Linked DNA regions of Mus musculus: all the other regions are linked to region 2. Evidence: chromatin contacts called from public HiChIP or PLAC-seq and promoter capture Hi-C data. All regions are on one chromosome and are shown on one strand. The core of a region is the stretch at or near the end of the contact, and the rest is flanking DNA. Distances in the headings are between cores, read along the strand shown. Region 1 overlaps Shroom3 (shroom family member 3). Region 2 has its middle 30 kb from the start of Ccng2. Region 3 has its middle 3.3 kb from the start of Gm25521.

Region 1 (2,700 bases), core at 122-2,621, 330 kb before region 2:
CTACCTCCCAGCATGCGCACTGCTTAGGGCCTGAGAGCCAGCAAGCTGACTCCAGCAGACTAGCAGAAGAACGGGGGACCTGGGTATTAGTAAGGCTTATACAAGCACCCCCACCTACTGGGCCAGGTTGCCCACCCTGGGTCAGACCTGAGCAAGGTCTTGCTGTATAGCCACAGCTCCCCTGGAACTCACTGTGTTCCAGGCCTTGGCCTTGAACTCACAGCCATCCTTAAGTGCCAGGACTGCAGGAGCTCACCAACATGCCTGGCTGAGAAGAGTACTCTCTGCTAATACTTTGAGTGCCCAGCCTGGCAGCTGTACCTGCAAGGTTAAAAAAGACCAGGGCTGACTGGGCGACCTGACCTGACCTGGCAGTGTCTGCTGTTTCCCACCCGTGTTGCCTTCAGCTTGTCTCTTCATAGGCACAAACTTATCCAAGCTCTGTGCTAGTGGGCAGCTTGTTACTGAAGTCTGCTGCGCTGTCCCACAGTGATGGCTGCCAGCGGAGGATGCTTTTGGGGGGGAGGGTAATAGCATAATTAACCCTAATTACTTTTTCCCTCCCACTCATGTTACCGTGGGCCGAGTCTTCTGTTGAGGAAATGCTTAGACACCTTACAGCTTTTCCCTTAGAAGTGAGGTTTGTGTCAGTTAAGCTGCCTGTAGCCACGGAGATCTGGAAAGTTGAACTGACAACAGGATGTCACTGTTTAAGCCAGAGCTTCTCTTCAGAAATTAGTAGTTAGAGGCTTACGTTACATAGTTGTGGCAAGCAGGTCCAGATTTAGTTAAAAGGCAAAGCTGAGTGGCTTTCTGATACAGTGTCACCATCAGTGTGTGTAATGGTCATGTGAGAGCCCATCTGGTGATGCATGGGCCTGAGGTGGGCGCATCCCCAAGTCTCACCCTCCCCGCTGTATGCGGAGGACTAGATGAGGCAGAACCTGTAGCTCATAGTAACTGCCCAAGGCCAGCTATCCAGCTCAGCTCTCAGACCGTGGGTGCTGGAGGCCCTTCACTCCGGTTCCGTGGCTGCTCGTTTGTAGCCGAGGATGTTCACCCCGCCCCTCCTTTCTTGCTCGTGGTATTGTGCCTAGTAAGAAAGAAAGGACATTGAATGAGAAGTTAACAAACCAGTTGGAAAGGCAGAACTGTATGCAGCATTACACAGTGAGGAATATGACTAGTGCGTGTATAATCAGGTGTGGGCTGGGGAACTCTGAATAGGCTCAAAGAATGGCAGTTGTAGACATTCAGGGAAAGGCAAAGGAAAAAGAAAAAAAAAGTTCTGATTTGAGTCATCAGTCCCCACAGAGCTGAAGAGCTTTTAGCTGAACCTTGACGGCAAGGGCGGGGCCGGGAGTGCCCATCCACATTCCAGCAGCAGCCCTGGCTCAGCTTGGCTCTGTGTCTCTCACCATTCTAGGCTGAGCTTATCGGAAGCCTTACCCACAAGCTGGAGAGCCTCCAGGAAGCCAAGGGGAGCCTGCTCACGGACATCAAGCTGAACAATGCCCTGGGAGAGGAGGTGGAGGCTCTGATCAGTGAGCTCTGCAAACCCAACGAGTTTGACAAGTACAAGATGTTCATAGGGGACCTGGACAAGGTGGTCAACCTGCTGCTGTCCCTGTCTGGACGCCTGGCCCGCGTGGAGAACGTCCTCAGAGGCCTTGGTGAAGACGCCAGCAAAGAGGAAAGGGTATGTGGCCTAGCAGGTTACCGTCTGAGCCCTCTGTCCATAGAGACACTTCTCCGGGATGACCATCGCTGTGGGTTGAGAGAGCACCTGCTAGGCAGGATTCAGTGTGGATACTCTGGGCAGATGCACAGGGCCTAGGGCCTCTCCTTCCTCGCAGAGATAAAAACACATTAGACGCTTAAAGGAGAGGAGGACCACAGAACCACTGGGATAAGAGGGCAGAAGTGAGCTTCAGGGAATCTGCACGATGGGCCCAGCCGTGGGCAGGTACGTGGGCACGACTGTGCTGTCCTCCACTGGAGGGACAGTGCTGTTGTGACAGACACTTGGCTTTGCGCTTCATGTGCAGTGTCCTGAATCCCTACCATGCTGCATTAGTGCTTGACCTCTCTAAAAACAAAAATCTCAGTAGAAAGAGGACAGCTGACCCAGTCAGTACCAAACTCAGCGTCTCCACGTGCCATGATGACAGGGGGAGGGGAGGGGAGGGGAGGGGAGGGGAGGGGAGGGGAGGGGAAGGAAGGGAGGTCCATAGGCTTCAGAGCTGCAGTGTTTGATCTGAGCCGCAGTGAGGAGTGTGCGAAGCTTTGATGGCGACAGTGCTAGGAGCTCAGGCTGTGCCTCAGACTTCTCTTCATGGTGAATCAGACACAGCATGTTTAATTCAAGCCTCAGAGTGATTAGGGAAAGAACTGTCAGAGTGGGGATATTGATAAAATTCACCCACTAACTTTGTACTGTTTTCTAGGATTATTATAGAAATCCTATGAGCTAGCTGGGCGTGGTGCTGGCGGTGGTGCTGGCGGCGGCACACACCTTGAATCCCTTGGAGAGGCTGAGGAAGGCAGATTGCTGAGTTCAAGTCCAGCCTTGTCTACATGGCTTTCCAAGCCAGCCAGGGCTACATAGTGAGCCGCCACCTGACTTGTCAGATAGGGGATTTGAGGCAGAGTCACGTGACCCTTTAGCAGTCCTAGGTCAGGTAATTTGTACTGAGGGAT
Region 2 (2,840 bases), core at 13-2,512:
TGGGTTTTCCTCATGTCTTGGTGCTTCCATCCCTAAGATAACTTCCAGGGCAAGCACATCCTTCGAAGCTGACTGTTTTGGAGGCCCCAGCAGTACTTTGGATTCTGCCAAATGGGGGTTTGGTTCTATCTCTGCCTCTTGCCAGCATTATTTTCTCTGTTGCTGTGATAAAAGATCCTGATAAAAGCCACTTAAAGAAGGATTTATTTGACTCACAGTCTGAGGGTCCAGTGCATCATGGGAAGCCTCAGCTGAAGGAACTTGAGACAGCTGGCTACATTGCACTCACAGTTGTGAAACTGTGATGGTTGCTAGGGCTCAGTCCTCTGGTTTTCATTCAGTCCAGGACTCCAGCTCTTGGAATGGTGTCACCCAGTTTTAGACCTCTCCTCTTAACCTAATGAGGGTAATCACTCCCTCAGTGATTCTAGATGCTATCTTGTTGACTGTATTAACCATTACAATGGGAAACCTCATCACTTTGAACCAGAGTTTTCTCATTTCCAACAAAAGGCTGTCAACCCATTAACACAGGTGAAGAGGCAGCTAAGGGATCGGAAAGAAGGCATTCAGAGGGTGGCAACTTTGAATATTTAAGCAGCAAATTGAAGATGGAATAGTCAAATTAGGAGCCCAAGCCAAGTTTGTGCCTTGTGTAAGCCATCTACTTAGCCTGGGAAGCTGTGGAACCTTCAAGAACATTGCCTCAGGCTTCTCCTAGTGCCCTGACCTTTGACCATAAAGAGTGATGACTAAATGTGGAATGTGGGCTGGTTCCTCTCCTCTAAGGCTTGTCTAATATGTTGTTCTGAGCTGGCCTCTCTGGTCTTTAAGCTTCCTATCTAGAAAACGAACTGGAAAATCCTGGGATAGCCGAGATGGGAGTGGGCTTCTCTCATTTCTGTGGAGCTGTGATGTGATGTTAGGTATAAAGTTCTCACTGGCCCTTGGTCCGCAGAGGCAAGTGCAATCACTCCTGGCAGGCACTCGGGAGTCTGGTATAGTTCCAGGCTTGTTTCTAAACCACTGCTCACACAGCACTCTCTGTAGAGCTGACCTTCAACCCTCTGGTTTAACCGTTGGGATTTTTTTTTTTAATTTTCCCTTTCATTTTCTTTTTCTTTTCTGATAACAGAAATTGCAGTGCCATTCGGTCTGCCAAGAGGAAGAATTCCAGAACCAGCTTGCTTGGGTTTAGACTCTGTCACCTTGAGAGCCCATTATTCATCCTCTGTGACTCTGACTCTTCAGGTGGAGCCCGGGGACTAATGAACTGGATTGTTTGCGTTGAGTCAGGATGTGTACGGCACATGGATAATAACAAGAGCTCTGTTTGTTCTGTGAGCTGTTCAATAACCACATGCCTCACCACAGTCCTATGAGTAAGCCCTATTTTTACCCCCATTTTATAGATGAGGAAACTGAAGCTTAGACAGGCTACATAGCCAGTAGGTAATAGAGACCAGAATAAAACCCAGATTTTTGTTTGTTTTTTTTTTCTCCTCTTATGCATGTCATGTTCTTAACCCCTGCTTACAGGATCTCCTGTAGTGGGTGGTTTTAAAATTGGTTATTAACTTTATTTTGAACACATACCTCTTCACTTTTATGTGTGTGTGTGTGTGTGTGTGTGTGTGTGTGTGTGTGTGTGTGTGTGTGCCAATCCTGTGGGTGCCACCTGGCTTCCAAAGAAGACCCCCTTTCCATGGGCACAGGCAGGTGAAAACTCAGGAGGGAAGTGAGGCTGGAGTCAAGAGTTATTTCCAGAGAGCACCAGTGGCATCACAAGAACAGACCAGATCCCCCTACACCCAGGCTTCGGTGCTGGTGCTGGGCTGAGCTCCAGCTGGCCTCTCGCCTCTGCTCCTTACTCCAGGTTGAGACTCATGCAGCTTCACTTGCAGCTTTGGGAACTTTTGCTCTAATTAATCCTAAGAGTGGACCTGCAGTTGGTGGCGGGTGTTTCTTTCCTTTTCTAGTTTTTTTTTTTGTCCCCCCTCTTTCCCCAGACAAGGTTTCTCAATGTAGCCTTGGTTGTTCTGGAACTCCACCTGTAGACCAGGCTGGCCTTGAACTCAAAGATCTGCCTTCTAAGAGCCTGAATTGAAGGCTTGTGCCACCTCGACACCACTGCCTGATCAGGAGGTGACATTTTTAAAGGCAGTTAGACAGACACATATGGCTTCAGGGACAGTGACAAGTCCATACTTCCTTTACCAGTTATCCCTAAACCTTCACATCTGATCACACCAGGATCATTCACAAACCCGAGACATACTATGAACTAAACTCTTATTTTCATCTCCTCAGGTTTTCCATTTCGAGGCTATCCTGTTTTGGAACTCCAACCAGGCACCGTACCCCATTTATTTAGTCAACATGTCTCCTTAGGCTGTGTTAATCACGTCCCTGTTGCTGTAATGAAACTACCATGACCCAAGCAACTTGGGAAGGAAATACTTTGTTTGATTTATGCCTCCACCTTACTGTTTATGATGGAAGGAAATCAGGGCAGAAACCTGGAGGCAGGAGCTACCGTGGAGACCATAGAGGAGTGCTGCTTCCTGGCTTGCTCCCCATGGCTTGCTCAGCCAGCTTTATTTTAGAACCCAGGACTATCTGCCCAGCGTTAGCCCCACCCACAATGGAGGGACCCCTTCCCCATCGACTACTAATTAAGAATGCCCTACCCCCTGCCTACAGCCCAATCTTACAGAGACATTTTCTGAACTGAGGATCCCTCCTCTCTGATGACTCTAGCTTGAGTCAACTTGATATAAGTAGGCAGCACAGCACAGTTTCATTTGCTCTGCCTTTCTTTATTGTTCATGACCTCAATT
Region 3 (2,700 bases), core at 93-2,592, 280 kb before region 2:
GGAAAGGCATAGGTTTTTTAAACCTCAAAGCCCAGCCCCCAGTTGCACACCTCATCCAATGAGGCCACACCTCCTAATCCTTCCCATACAGTGCCAGAACCAGAGGACCAAGCATTCACACATATAAGCCTATGGAGGCCACTCTCACTCAAGTCACCACTATATGAATCACATTTTAAGGGATGTATATATGTATATATGTGGGTATGTGTGTCTATATCAGATATGTTTGTCTGTTTTACACATTTGGAATCCTATGGAAACTACCTGACTTCTACAGTCTGATAACCTGTTTTTCCTTAGTGATGCTTTATGAACATTTTCTCTTGAGACAGGGTTTCTCTGCATAGCCATGATTGTCCTGGAACTCAGTCTGTAGACCAAGCTGGCCTTGAACTCACAGAGATTCTCCTGCCTCTGCCACCTGAGTGTGCGATTAAAGGCATGTGCCACCACTGCCCAGCTTTCAATGTAAACATTCTAAAGATAAACATGCTTTTATTTTTCATTGTGGAAAATATCAACTGTATCCCCAAATATGAACAATATCATAGTAAACCCCATGAATTCATCACTTGAGTTAAAATTATTAATCATTAAATATAATTAAGATACATACATATACATATATGATTACACTATAGTTGTCTTCAGACACACCAGAAGAGGGCATCAGATCCCATTACAGATGGTTGTGAGCTACCATGTGGTTGCTGGGAATTGAACTCAGGACCTCTGGAAGAGCAGTCAAGGCTCTTAATCACCAAGCCACCTCTCCAGTCCTTTAAATATAATTTTAATGACTCATATTCTAATGCACAAGTCTCACTTTGTGCATTAACCGATTTTATGGTAAGGAAAATTCACATTGATTTTCATTATCATAAATGACTGGAAGATAAGATCTGTCTGCATAGTTCTTTGTGTAACTATAAGATTGCATCAGGATAAGTTCTTACAAGTACAGTTACTTGACATAAGAAGGTGAGCATTTGTTATTTGTTGCCAAAGCTTGCTGTGTAACCATGTATCATATCCGACTATTATACTACCCTGTCCAACAGCAGTTATTCCTTAAACACACATTTGCCTGTTAGATGGGTCAAGTGACACACTAGCATGCTTGCTCTGCCACCACTCACTGTCACTCAAGTTCCATGCAAGAAGAGAGACCAACCATACCAGAGAGCTTTCCTGGGAGCTAAAAATCAAAATGAAACCAGAGAACATGTCCTTTATTTCACACACTTCTCCTATCTTACAAAAACACACCCTACCTACCTATCCCCACTCAGGTGATAAGGTACCTAGCATTTGTTCCCACCTTAAAAAGCCAGAATGTTTTATTTGACAACATTAGAGGCAGCTAGTAAATCTGGAAAAGGTTGCATCAGCCCCTGTCTGGGGTGAGAGCAAAGAACTGGATCAAAGGATTTGGAAATGCTTTAAAAAAAAAAAAAGATTGATTGATTGATTGTACATGAGTACACTGTACCTGTACAGATGGTTGTGAGCCTTCATGTGGTTGTTGGGAATTGAGTTTAGGACCTCTACTCTGGTCAACTCCACTTGCTCTGGCCCAAAGATTTATTTATTATTATAAATATAAATAAGTACCAGAAGAGGGCACCAGATTTCATTATGGGTGGTTGAGAGCCACCATGTGGTCACTGGGATTTGAACTCACGACCTTTGAAAGAGCAGTCAGTGCTCTTACATGCTGAACCATCTCACCAGCTCCAAAATGCCTTTCTGTGGGGAGCGGGTGCAGCAGTAGTCCTAAAATGGCGCCCAGGACTGCAGCCAAGTCTTATGACTTGCACCTGACTTCCTCATACACTGGAAAATAAGCCATGTCCATCGTGAGAGCTGCGCAGACGCACCATGACGCAAGATCAGGCCATTTGACGAAGGCCAATGAACTGAGATTACGCGGACTGGTCTGATGGGGCGTGGTTGAGGGGTTATATAAGGGATTGCGATTGGGGGCTAGAGGGAGATTCCTGCTTGCATGTTGAAAGGTTCCTGAATAAACTGCTTTGAGAAGAACGCTGTGTTGTCGCTCTTTTCTGCTGGTTGGAGACAGAAGGGACACCTTTCTATGTTCTTCATTAGTGTCCAGACTTTCACAGTTGGCAACATAATATCCACTTTTAGCTAAGTAAGGAGCTTCAGGACACAGGAAGGCTTCTGACATAACTAAAACTCCCTTAAAATTTCGCTCCCCATTCTCCCAGCTGGAGTCAAGAAGAAGATGTGTAAGGATGGCAAATCAGTCCAACACTGGACAGTAGCATCCAGAGAATGAAGGGCAAGGAGTGGCTACAGGGACAGAGTCCAAAGGGACATCTGGGTATTGGTGCACAAGCTTACACCCTCCTGGAAGGTTAACCTCACAAGGACAGACTTCTTATCTTTTGCAGGGCTGGGGAGATAGGTCAGTGGTTAAGAGCACTTGCTGCTCTTGAAAAAAACCCAGGTTTTGTTTCCCTGATCAACATGGTGCTTGCAAAGCCTCTGTAACAGCAGTTCTGAGGATCTGATGCCCTCTTCCAGTCGCTCTGGGCATCAGGCACACAGGTGGCACACGCAAATAAATGAAGGCAAAATATTCACACACATAAAATAAAAATAGTTTGAACTTTGGTCTTTTTGTGTGTGTATCCCAAGGTAAGAAAACAAAAAGCAAACCATAGCATA

The links. Promoter capture Hi-C pulls out the DNA fragments that hold promoters and counts their contacts. HiChIP or PLAC-seq counts read pairs in DNA pulled down with a chosen protein or histone mark.
Region 1: a contact with region 2 is called in a FOXA1 HiChIP or PLAC-seq map of pancreatic cancer cells. The contact joins two enhancer-like sites. A contact is called at or near these places in 2 of 484 Hi-C or Micro-C datasets (the Ba/F3 cell line and cerebellum), 1 of 115 datasets of contacts at active chromatin or transcription factors (pancreatic cancer cells) and 1 of 9 other capture datasets (embryonic stem cells).
Region 3: a contact with region 2 is called in a promoter capture Hi-C map of liver. The contact joins two enhancer-like sites. A contact is called at or near these places in 10 of 39 promoter capture datasets (the C10 cell line, the HPC-7 cell line, cranial neural crest and 7 more), 2 of 484 Hi-C or Micro-C datasets (embryonic fibroblasts and liver) and 3 of 115 datasets of contacts at active chromatin or transcription factors (hepatocytes, pancreatic cancer cells and stem cell-derived neural progenitor cells).

The regions. Positions count from the first base shown.
Region 1 is chr5:92,960,665-92,963,364 of GRCm38.p6, forward strand. Shroom3 (shroom family member 3) reads left to right here. Exons shown (of 11, transcript NM_015756.2): 10 at 1,427-1,699. Among named protein-coding and RNA genes, the nearest start is that of Gm36764, 47 kb to the right of the region's middle. Within about 2 kb of position 1,372, at least 91 of the 459 cell types and tissues checked have an H3K27ac peak or open chromatin away from gene starts, as enhancers often do. A contact at or near this core is called in pancreatic cancer cells, where this site is marked.
Region 2 is chr5:93,295,664-93,298,503 of GRCm38.p6, forward strand. No RefSeq gene overlaps it. Among named protein-coding and RNA genes, the nearest start is that of Ccng2, 30 kb to the left of the region's middle. Within about 2 kb of position 1,263, at least 83 of the 459 cell types and tissues checked have an H3K27ac peak or open chromatin away from gene starts, as enhancers often do. A contact at or near this core is called in liver and pancreatic cancer cells, where this site is marked.
Region 3 is chr5:93,015,044-93,017,743 of GRCm38.p6, forward strand. No RefSeq gene overlaps it. Among named protein-coding and RNA genes, the nearest start is that of Gm25521, 3.3 kb to the left of the region's middle. Within about 2 kb of position 1,343, at least 4 of the 459 cell types and tissues checked have an H3K27ac peak or open chromatin away from gene starts, as enhancers often do. A contact at or near this core is called in liver, where this site is marked.